Linked DNA regions of Ovis aries: region 2 is linked to region 1. The links are chromatin contacts, called in public Hi-C maps. All regions are on one chromosome and are shown on one strand. Each heading gives the region's core, a stretch centred on a gene start, on an enhancer-like site or on the middle of the called end of the contact. The rest is flanking DNA. Distances are from core to core; before and after follow the strand shown.

The links. A called contact is a pair of places that touch in the nucleus more often than the background predicts.
Region 2: a contact with region 1 is called in a Hi-C map of omental adipose tissue, with 2.1 times the contacts expected there. The contact joins two enhancer-like sites. A contact is called at or near these places in 5 of 16 Hi-C or Micro-C datasets (hypothalamus, muscle, omental adipose tissue and 2 more).

The regions. Positions count from the first base shown.
Region 1 is chr2:74,561,759-74,567,328 of ARS-UI_Ramb_v3.0, reverse strand. It overlaps GLDC (glycine decarboxylase), which reads left to right. Exons shown (of 25, transcript XM_004004372.6): 16 at 4,185-4,260. Among named protein-coding and RNA genes, the nearest start is that of GLDC, 58 kb to the left of the region's middle. Within about 2 kb of position 3,003, at least 3 of the 54 cell types and tissues checked have an H3K27ac peak or open chromatin away from gene starts, as enhancers often do.
Region 2 is chr2:74,660,285-74,665,526 of ARS-UI_Ramb_v3.0, reverse strand. No RefSeq gene overlaps it. Among named protein-coding and RNA genes, the nearest start is that of GLDC, 40 kb to the right of the region's middle. Within about 2 kb of position 3,731, at least 34 of the 54 cell types and tissues checked have an H3K27ac peak or open chromatin away from gene starts, as enhancers often do.

The DNA of each region.
Region 1 (5,570 bases), core at 1,754-4,253:
GACAAAGATGAATATCGTATTCTACTGCACATATACAGAACCTAGAAAAATAGTGCTGAAGAATTTATTTACAGGGCAGCAATAGAGAAACAGACACAGAGAATAGACTTATAGACATGGGGAGAGGGGAGGAGAGGGTGAGATGTATGGAAAGAGTAACATGGAAACTTTCATTACCATAGGTAAAATAGATAGCCTGTGGGAATTTGCTGTATGGCTCAGGAAACTCAAACAGGGGCTCTGTATCAACCTAGAGGGGTGGGATAGGGAGGGAGACGGGAGGAAGTTCCAAAAGGGAGGGGATATATGTGTACCTAAACATTATGTATCACAAGAAATTAGTAATACTGCTTCTTTTGAGGGAGTAAAACTGGTAAGAATTAGGGGCTTTTTTTTTTTTTTAACCTTAAGCTTCATCCCTTTTTTCATTATGAAGTTTTTAAAAAGTCAGAAGAATGTATTACTAATACTAATTTTAAATTCATCTGTAAATCGGGTGGCATTATCTCCATGTGACAGATGGAGACTAAGATCCAGAGGAGCTTGTTGTCTGACTACTTGAAAAGGGACATCAGGTCAAGGAGAGCTTTGACATTAGAGGCAGGACTGATTCCTCTTTTTTCTTTTTCAGAATGCTATTTCAGTTGTTTTGTCTTTACATATAAATTTTAGAATAATCCTATATCTATAAAAATGTTGGTTTCATTGGGTAATGATGCATATTTTAGCTTCCAAATGTTTCAGTTTTTGCAATGGGCTAGGTGTTAGATATTATAGATGGGAAGGAATTCACTTCATATTTAAATTTACAGTTTATCACTCAAAAAATCTTTTTCACAAAAATGTCTTTTTAATTGTAACATTTTTTAGGGACATTGTATAGAAAACTTAAGAATTTCAGATGTTGTTAATAAAATAAAATAAAATAGGCCCACCGACTAGTAGACAGCTTAAAAGAAAACGTCTCTGAAACTGCACGTTTAATGTGGCTATTGGTGTGTGAACTACAATGGTGTGTTAACCTATTTAATGATTTTCAGAAGAATAGAGAAAATTAAAACAAGAATAATTCAAAAAATGTATAAAGCTGAAATTATAAGCACCTAAATTTTCAGTTATGATCCATACATAACGTCATTTTCTCTAGAGCACATTTTTAATACCTTTTGACTTGTATCAATACAACATCCCACTTTGACTGTTTTAAATAAAACATGCTACTGTTTTCTCAGTTCAATTATAGTATAATTCAGCATGAATTTTGGCGACTTCTAGGGCTTCCCTGGCTCAGAGGGTAAAGCGTCTGCCTGCAATGCAGGAAACCTGGGTTCGATTCCTGGGTCAGGAAGATCCCCTGGAGAAGGAACTAGCAACCCACTCCAGTATTCTTGCCTGGAAAATCCCATGGATGGAGAAGCCTGGTAGGCTACAGTCCATGGGGTCGCAGAGTCGGACACGATTGAGCGATTTCACTTCACTTCACTTCAGGATTCACCCTAAGTCATGAATTGTAGCATATTCTGCAGTCATGCAAAATGGGTTCTATGTTAACTTTTTCATAAATTTAAAAACCATGCAGAAATTTAATTTTTATTTTATAGTAGATTTACAATGTTGTGTTAGTTTCAGGTTTATAGCAAAGTGGGTCAGTTACACATATACATATATCTGCTCTTAAGATTCTTTTCTTATATAGGCCATTACAGAGTATTGAATCGAGTCCTCTGTGCCATGCAGTATAATCCCTTGGTTTTGAATAGATGTCAGAAAACCACTATCCTAGCTGCCCTTCCACATGTAGTACTTTCCTGATGAGTTCTCATCTGGGTTATGCAGATAAGCAGATACTATTCATAATGCTTTTTCACCAACAGGTGGCACTAATAATTCCCTTTATTTTCATAGTACCCCAGGAATAATCCTTATGGAGGATTTAGGATATATCTTTTGCGCTTTTTGGAACATGACTGATTTTAAGAACATCTAAGCCGGGAAACATCCAGCATTTCTGATCAAGTCTTTGGCATACTGCCTTTCTCTTAGATTGCTGGCTCCTAGCTCCAGTCTCTTCTTTCCTTCTTTGATTGATCTTCCAGCACAAGATGAGTAGAAGTCATGAGAAAAACACAGAAGGAAATACAAAATCCATTTTTAAATTCATTTTTCGGAGAAGGCAATGGCACCCCACTCCAGTACTCTTGCCTGGAAAATCCCATGGACAGAGGAGCCTGGTAGGCTGTAGTCCATGGGGTCGCTAATAGTTGGACACGACTGAGCGACTTCACTTTCACTTTTCACTTTCATGCATTGGAGAAGGAAATGGCAACCCACTCTGGTGTTCTTGCCTGGAGAATCCCAGGGACAGGGGAGCCTGGTGGGCCACCGTCTATGGGGTCGCACAGAGTCAGACATGACTGAAGCGACTTAGCAGCAGCAAATTCATTTTTATTGGAGTATAGTTCATTTACAATGTGTTAGTTTCCACTATACATCAAAGTGAATCAGTTATACATGTAAATATATCCACTTTTTAAAAAAAATTCTTTTTCCAAATAGATCATTACAGAGTATTGAGTAGAGACAAAGTCCATTTGTTGAAGTCCTTTTCCATGGGCGAAATGATGACATTAATGTTGTCTGGACTGAAGAAGAACTCAGTTTTGAACAAATTGACTAAACATGTATTGCAGAGCTGCTCCATGCCTAATACTAGTCTATACATTTTCTGAGGTCAAAAAAAAAATTATAAAATGCTTGGTGGTGACAGCAGTAATGGTTCTCATTTACCTGTGGTTTGTCTATGCACCACAGTGCCTGGCAGATAGGAAGTGCTTAATTACTGGAGCAGCTTACACTTACCATTATTCCTTAGCTCATCTATTCTCTTCTGTTGCTCTGTGGCACCCACGCTGTGGATTCACCGCTTCCCTTTATTCCTCCAGCCAGACTCCAAGCCTTGCACCCCCGATGTTTTCCTCTGCTCTGTCCTCTTCTCATGCTGAGCCCTAAATCGTCAATCCTGCCATCTCCTGACACCAAGCCATCAATGTCCCTATACTAGTTTGCAGATATGTCATATTCAACTGGTTCTATCCCACCATTTTCTCAAAAAAATGTTTTCTAGGGCTCAAGTTTAGCTTTTCATGTAGAAATAAAACAATTTATCTAGTTTATTCTTAAGCCTTGTTCTTTTTTAGAGTATGATCTCATTATTACGGGGTGACCAGGAGGGATGAATGCCAAAACCACTGGGCATTCCACAGAGTCAAAAGATGGTGTAATTTTGTGAAATGGAGGAAATATGCATTTTGAATGGGATTAAAAAACCTATTACTCACTTCCTTTCCTTCCTGCAGAGAGTACTGAGAACATTAAGTAACAGTTTATGATTGACTCAGCACTCCTCCCTGGAATGTTAGTCATTAAGTGTGCTCTAAAAGTGGTGCCTTCAAGGACTGCTGAGATGGGTATGGCCAGCCTCTAGCAGCCGTGACTATGTGGGGCCTAGGAAAGCTGACCCCGAGTCTGTCAGGAATGGTACCACACTCAATTACACTCAATTAATTGTACTCAATGTACAATTCCTTTGCAGTATAATCGGATCATTGCCTAATATTTAGTGATATTAAGAAATTATTGTTCATCATTTTAAGTGTGATAATTGCAATTATATTTTAAAAAATAATTCTTACCTTTGAAAAATACATATTGAAGTTTGAATTGATGAAATGATATGATGCTTGAGTTTTGCTTCACAACAATCTAGTTCAGAGTGAGAGGGTTAGTGAGGGATATAGGTAGAAACAAGATTGACCATAATCTTTTAATTTTTAAAGCTGGGTAAGAGGCACAATGTGGTGGTCCCTTACATTCTTCTCTCTACTTTTGCACAGTTTTGGAACTTTCCATAATGAAAACGATTTTTTTTAGATGCATGGTCCTGAGCGAGGGTTGAAATCCCATCTCTGAGTAGGAATGGGTGAGCTATAGTGCACATACCAGGTGTTGTTCTGGTTGTTCGTGGAATTCGGCTCGTGCAGGGGTCCTAGGTGAGCTTACTGTTTTCTAGGAGGGACTTTGTGTCACATGTTGGTGAACCTACAGCCCGTACCTGATGAATATTGAATGAGTACATGAAGGCAGAGAGGCATAAAGCACTGACCCTCTTCTTCCTGTCTTTGCAGCGGAGCCCAGGGGGAATACGCCGGGCTGGCCTCTATCCGAGCCTACTTAGATGCGAAAGGAGAGACACACAGAACTGTGAGTATGAACCATTTGCTTACCGCTGGAGTGGGGTGGGGGGAGGGCAGTGGGTTCAGTTTTAGGGTCCCTTTTGTTCTGTGGGATACTCCCTCCAAGTCTTCTTGGAAGAAGTTGGGGAAACATATAATCAAGAAACAAATGTCTATGAAGTGGCTATTATGATCCTTGCCTCTAAGACTTTTCACTGGACCATTTTGAGGGAAAACGTTTTGAGGTAAAAGGCTTCTTAGACCCAGTCTGTAAAAGTTAGCCAGTTGGCTGCAGAACTGCTGCCCCCAGGGAGCAAAGGGTGGAAGGGGAAGGAATGTTGCCATTCCACGTCTCCCTCCTTGGCTCAGCCCTGGCCCCAGGCCTGGACAGAGGGCAGAGACCGAGCTTTCATTCTTCTATAACTCCTACTGTGCCTGAGCCCAGTTCTTGCCCTATGTATGCTCAAAAAATATTTATTGAATAAATAAATTCCTTATTAGTGATTCTCAGCTCTCAACAACAAAAGAAGACATGGAGCAGAGTTCACGGTTCTGTTTCATCGTTTGCTTTGAGTTAGAGTCTAGTCTCCAGGGTCCAAACTGCTTTTGGAGGCCCTTGTGGGACCAGCAGGTGCTAATGGGCTCCACAGACCTCCACTAATCCTGAGGCAGTGCCCTTAGCAGATGACCTAAGAACACAGGCTTCAGATTGTGGCCTAAGGAGGCCTGTGTTCCTGGTGGTGGCCACGCTGACCTTGAACTTCATGAGCTGTGGAGATGGTATTAGTAGGTAAGAGTCAGGAGCAAGTCACAAGCGTCTGCCCAGCCCAGGAAGTTTAGGGAAAATGGGGCCGGAGTCCTTCTGGCTGCACACAGAAGTAGGGTGCAGTTGGTGGTAGCCCCGTCTTAGTCCATTCCTAGTTTTATTAAAGCTGGAAGATTATTTATGACTAGTTACCTGGATTTTGCAGGGAAGAATTTAAATACTAGTTTACTTTCCTTTCACAAAATGAGAGGAAACACTTTTTTTCTCCCACCTTCTTGATATTGCAACTTTAAAATTTTTTTTCACTTGGGTTTGAATTCTTCGATTTTCTAAAGAAGGGTTAGTTTGAAATTAAAGTTGTTCTTTGGACCTCAAAATCTCAGTGCTTTCATAGAGTCAGAAAGGAGATGTTGGGATTCTGGTTGTCCAGTGAGAGGCTACCAGATGACTGACATTTAGAGTTGCCTTTTCTATTTTTCCTCTGTGGCTTCCTTGTACTGAGTAGCCCCTGGTTCATGCTCTTTAACCATGAAGTTTCTGGGACTCCAGGAGAGGGAGCCATTCATTCTGTG
Region 2 (5,242 bases), core at 2,482-4,981, 97 kb before region 1:
AGCCTCCTCATAGCATAAGCAACCTGTTGCCTGTACAGTTTTCCCTAAAGGACCTTGGAGACAACTCTTTCTAGTGGGCGTTCATGACTGGCCTGCTGTCCCCAGGGTAGGCTCCAGACAGGTATGCATGGTGCCTTTAGAAAGCTCCAGGGTACAATGGCCAGGGTCCACATTGGCCAAGTCATAACGTCCATTTGCACCAAGCTACAGAACAAAGAGCACGTGATGAGGCCCTCTACAGGGCCAAGTTCAATTCCCTGGCCGCCAGAAGATCCACATCTCCAAGAAGTGGGGATTTACTAAGTTTAATGAGGGTGAATTTGGAAACATGGTGGCAGAAAAGTGGCTTATCCTGCCTGGATAGCTGTGGGGTCAAATACATCCCTAATCGTGGTTCCATGGACAGATGGCAGGCCCTGCATTCATGAGAGCATTGGTTCTGTCTCCTCCTTAATCATGCTCACCAAAATAAATCCTACTTCCTGTCAAAAAAAAAAAATTATAGCATAATCCATACCGTGGAATACTGTATAAAAATACAAAAAATTATAACATTATATACTCATATGAATCCCAAAAATGTTTTTAAATGAAAAAAGCAGGATACAGAACATTATGTAAAATGTACTGTATGTGTAAAATGGAGAAAAAGGAAAATAAGTGTATTTGTATTTCTTCCCAACTAGTTATCCCTGGGATAAGGTGCCTTGGGAACAGAGCAAATAGGTTATGAGGATGTAAAACAGATTTTTCACTACATGCATTTTTACATTTCAAAATTTGAATCATGTGAATAATGTTTTCATGTTTTATAATAATAAAACCTTTTACCAAACAGGTTAAAAATAGATTAAATTTTTAAAAATCATTATAATTCTTACCTTTAGTGGCAGAAGTTCTGAGAGCAATTCCTTAGAATAAAGTTCACTTAACAATGAAGAAACAGAGAAGGCAATGGCACCTCATTCCAGTACTCTTGCCTGGAAAATCCCATGGATGGAGGAGCCTGGTAGGCTGCAGTCCATGGGGTCGCTAAGAGTCGGACATGACTGAGCAACTTCACTTTCACTTTCATGCACTGGAGAAGGAAATGGCAACCCACTCCAGTGTTCTTGCCTGGAGAATCCCAGGGACGGAGGAGCCTGGTGCGCTGCCATCTATGGGATCGCACAGAGTTGGACACGACTGAAGCGACTTAGCAGCAGCAGCAGCAACAACAATGAAGAAAAAGCAGGAGGTTCGTTTACAACATCTTCCAATAATGTGATAAGAAGTACATTGAACGCATTATTCCATGATTCAGAGTGACAGAAGAACACTGAACTGCAGCCCTACAAACAGCATTAGCACAGGGCTCCCAACCTGTGTACTGGACAGATAAATTGTGTATTTTATCTTTTAACCGTATATAGAGGAGTCACTCATTCAGTCAGTAAAACATATTCCACCATAGGCTGTATATTGTCACCCTGCTTATTTAACTTATACGCAGAGTACATCATGAGAAATGCTGGGCTGGAAGAAGCACAAGCTGGAATTAAGATTGCCGGGAGAAATATCAATAACTTCCCTGGTGGCTCAGACAATGAAGCATCTGTCTACAATGCGGGAGACCTGGGTTCGATCCCTGGGTCGGGAAGATCCCCTGGGGAAGGAAATGGCAATCCACTCCAGTACTATTGCCTGGAAAATCCCATGGACAGAGGAGCCTGGTATGCTACAGTCCACGGGGTCGCAGAGAGTCGGACACGACTAAGCGACTTCACTCAGATACGCAGATGACACCACCCTTATGGCAGAAAGTGAAGAGGAACTAAAGCGCCTCTTGATGAAAGTGAAAGAGGAGAGTAAAAAAGTTGCCTTAAAGCTCAACATTGAGAAAACTAAGACCATGGCATCTGGTCCCATCACTTCATGGGAAATAGATGGGGAAACAGTGGAAACAGTGTCAGACTTTATTTTGGGGGGCTCCAAAATCACTGCAGATGGTGATTGCAGCCATGAAATTAAAAGACGCTTACTACTTGGAAGGAAAGTTATGATCAACCTAGATAGCATATTCAAAAGCAGAGACATTACTTTGCCGACTAAGGTCCGTCTAGTCAAGGCTATGGTTTTTCCACTGGTCATGTATGGATGCAAGAGTTGGACTGTGAAGAAGGCTGAGCGCCGAAGAATTGATGCTTTTGAACTGTGGTGTTTGAGAAGACTCTTGAGGCTCCCTTGGACTGCAAGGACATCCAACCAGTCCATTCTAAAGATCAGCCCTGGGATTTCTTTGGAAGGAATGATGCTAAAGCTGAAACTCTAGTACTTTGGCCACCTCATGAAGAGATGACTCATTGGAAAAGACTGATGCTGGGAGGGATTGGGGGCAGAAGGAAAAGGGGACGACCAAGGATGAGATGGCTGGATGGCATCACCAACTCGATGGACGTGAGTTTGGGTGAACTCCGGGAGTTGGTGATGGACAGGGAGGCCTGGTGTGCTGCGATTCATGGGGTCGCAAAGAGTCGGACATGACTGAGCAACTGAACTGAACTGAACAGAACTAGACTGGTTCAAAAAAGGATTTGCAACAAGATAAAGACAAACAGGAAATTATTTTGTTTATTTTTAAGCATTTTCTTAAAAATATTTTTCATGACATTTGAAATGATCAAACAGCCTCAATGGTTATTTGCTAAAACAGCAATTTTGCTGTTGCATGTCTGAAGCAGAGACAACTTCACTTTAAAATGGTCTGCTTACTACTAATAATAAAAAATACTCTTCTTCTTGAAGGATCAGGTTTGAATTGTTTGGTTGGTAATGCCAAGGTAACATAGAGATTAATATATGTTTCAATAAAACAGCAAACCTAATAACCAGAGGAGAATTTTTTTTGAGATTTTGGAAGCATTCATTTAGATATAACTGGAGAATATTATGTCAAATACCATGAAAGGAGCAGATGAGATGTGACAGGTCCAATAGTAAGCATCCAGGGTCGGTTAATACCAGTGGACGGTAGTGAAGGATCAGTCCTATTACCATGGTGTGGGGATGGAAATCAAGGACTATGCAGGGGTTTTTTGTTTTTGTTTTTAAACTTGGCAGCTAAAAATCTAAAAGATCAATTTATGTTTATACTTTATATACACATAACGGCCATGGGGCAGGTCCAGTACGGGTGAAAGATCAGCTTAGAGTTAAGTCTCGGGGGATGCAGAAACTGATAGAAATCCAGAAAGAAGTCCCCTGAACTCCAAAACACGTTAGCGGAGGAGAGGGAGATGGTTGTTCTCCTTCGAATGAGGTAAGCCCCCGGGACACCTAGGGTGTCTAGGACTCTGACTCACTCCTAAGAAGTCCCAAAAGAGAGAGAAAGTAACAGTGACGTGGCCGAATGCACGGAGTCACTAGGATGCGCGCTCCCCGCTCCATTTCTCTTGAGAACACGGAACAGAAGCCCGAAACCCTGGGAGTGCCTCCCGCCTAGGGCACTCTTCCTTCCACCCTCAGGATGGGGATCACGATAGTCTCTTAGCAGATGCGGGCGAGGACGTCTTATTCGATTCCCTGACCTCCAGTTCCATGACAACCTTCTCCGCAGCCCAAGAGAGGCAGACAGGCGGGCGCCCGTCTCTGCACCCTGGAGAAAGAAATGGAAGTGTGGTTCGGGTGACAACGCAGGCGACTGGTGTGTGCTGCGTAGGACGTAATCCTGCGCTGCGCATGCGGCAAAGCAAGGGACCCAAAGCCGCGCGGAGACAGAGGCACAAATACGCCTGAGGTAGCACTCTCCATCGCAAAGACCCGGCTACGCGGTATCGCGTGGCACCCGAGCCAGCCGTCTGGCACGTGATCCCTTGGCGGCGGCGGCCAGTAGTTACACTTAGACGGTCTCATGAGCCTCCGATGGTTCTCAGGCCTCAGGTCAGCTTCCATTACCTTTAGGTGTACCTGAACTGGCGCCGTCCTCTCAGTCCTCCTTGCTCCTGGGAGATGGGGATGCCCCCTCTTCCTAAATGGGAACGATGTTTGAGCAGGCGGGAGAAACAGGTGCGTAGGGCAGCGAGCGGAAGCCCGCACCCACACTCTATGAGCAGAGTAGCCACGCGTGTCCCACAGTGCAATAGGCTCCGCTGCGGTCCTGCGGGGACGCTGTCTTGTGGTGCCCTCGGAACACGCTTCCAGGGCAGGGGATATGGGGGCCCGACTCTGCCCCGAGTGGTGTGTTTTTTCTCCCATGGCCGGCAGTGACCACGTATTGTGCGCCTTTGCTTCAGTTCTGTGGCCGAGGGCCTCCGCAGTCTGCTTCCCGGAATACAGAAGTCCCCCGGAGGTACCGCTTTTTCCATATGCAGGGGAAAAAATAGTTCGCAAACAGATTGAAAGAGTAGTCCAAAGCGTTCCCTCTAAGAAGACTCCAGGCCACCCAGGCTTCCTTCTCAAGTTAAACCAAACATTATAAGGAAAACATAATTCCCAATTATTTCCCCTGTTTTCTTTCTTTATAAAAATTTTTTTAATTGAATTACAGTCAGTTTACAATGTTGTGTTAGTTTCAGGTGTCCAGCAAAATGATTCAGTTATACATCTATATCTATTCTTTTTGAAAAGAATTGTATATTGTTATATACTATTGAATAGTTTGCTGTGCCGTACAGTAGGTCCTTATTGTTTATATATTTTATGTATGGTAATGTGAATCCCAGACTCCTAATTTATCTCCCCCTCCATCCTCTTTGGTAACCCTAAATTTGTTATAGCTTTGACTTCCACATTAATCAAACAATTCTAGAAAAATGGACAAAAACTGGGAATACTTTTTATGAGGGTTAGTATAACTCTGATAGGAAAACTTGACAAGGAAAACAAATTGAAGGAAAATAACAGTTTCAGTTTTACTCAGAAATGTAGGTTTGAAAACTGATAAGCTAAATATTAGCCTAATTTAGTATTGGGCTCCTAATTACATAAGGAGAATAACACATTATGTGCATGTTAGATTGTTTTAACATCAGGATTCAAGTATTAATTTATTAATGGAGATAATATCTCAGTAATTGTAGAATAAATATTTTTGAATCAAACACTCCCTGATAAATGCTCATGGAAAGCCAGTGATGGAAAGGAAATTAATAAAAGGTATCTGCAGTAAACCATATACTAAACATCCTATTTTAGCTGCAAAACATTTAAAGCTTTATATTCCTTTCATTGCCCTGTTGATGAACCTGGGACCTTTGACTCTGGA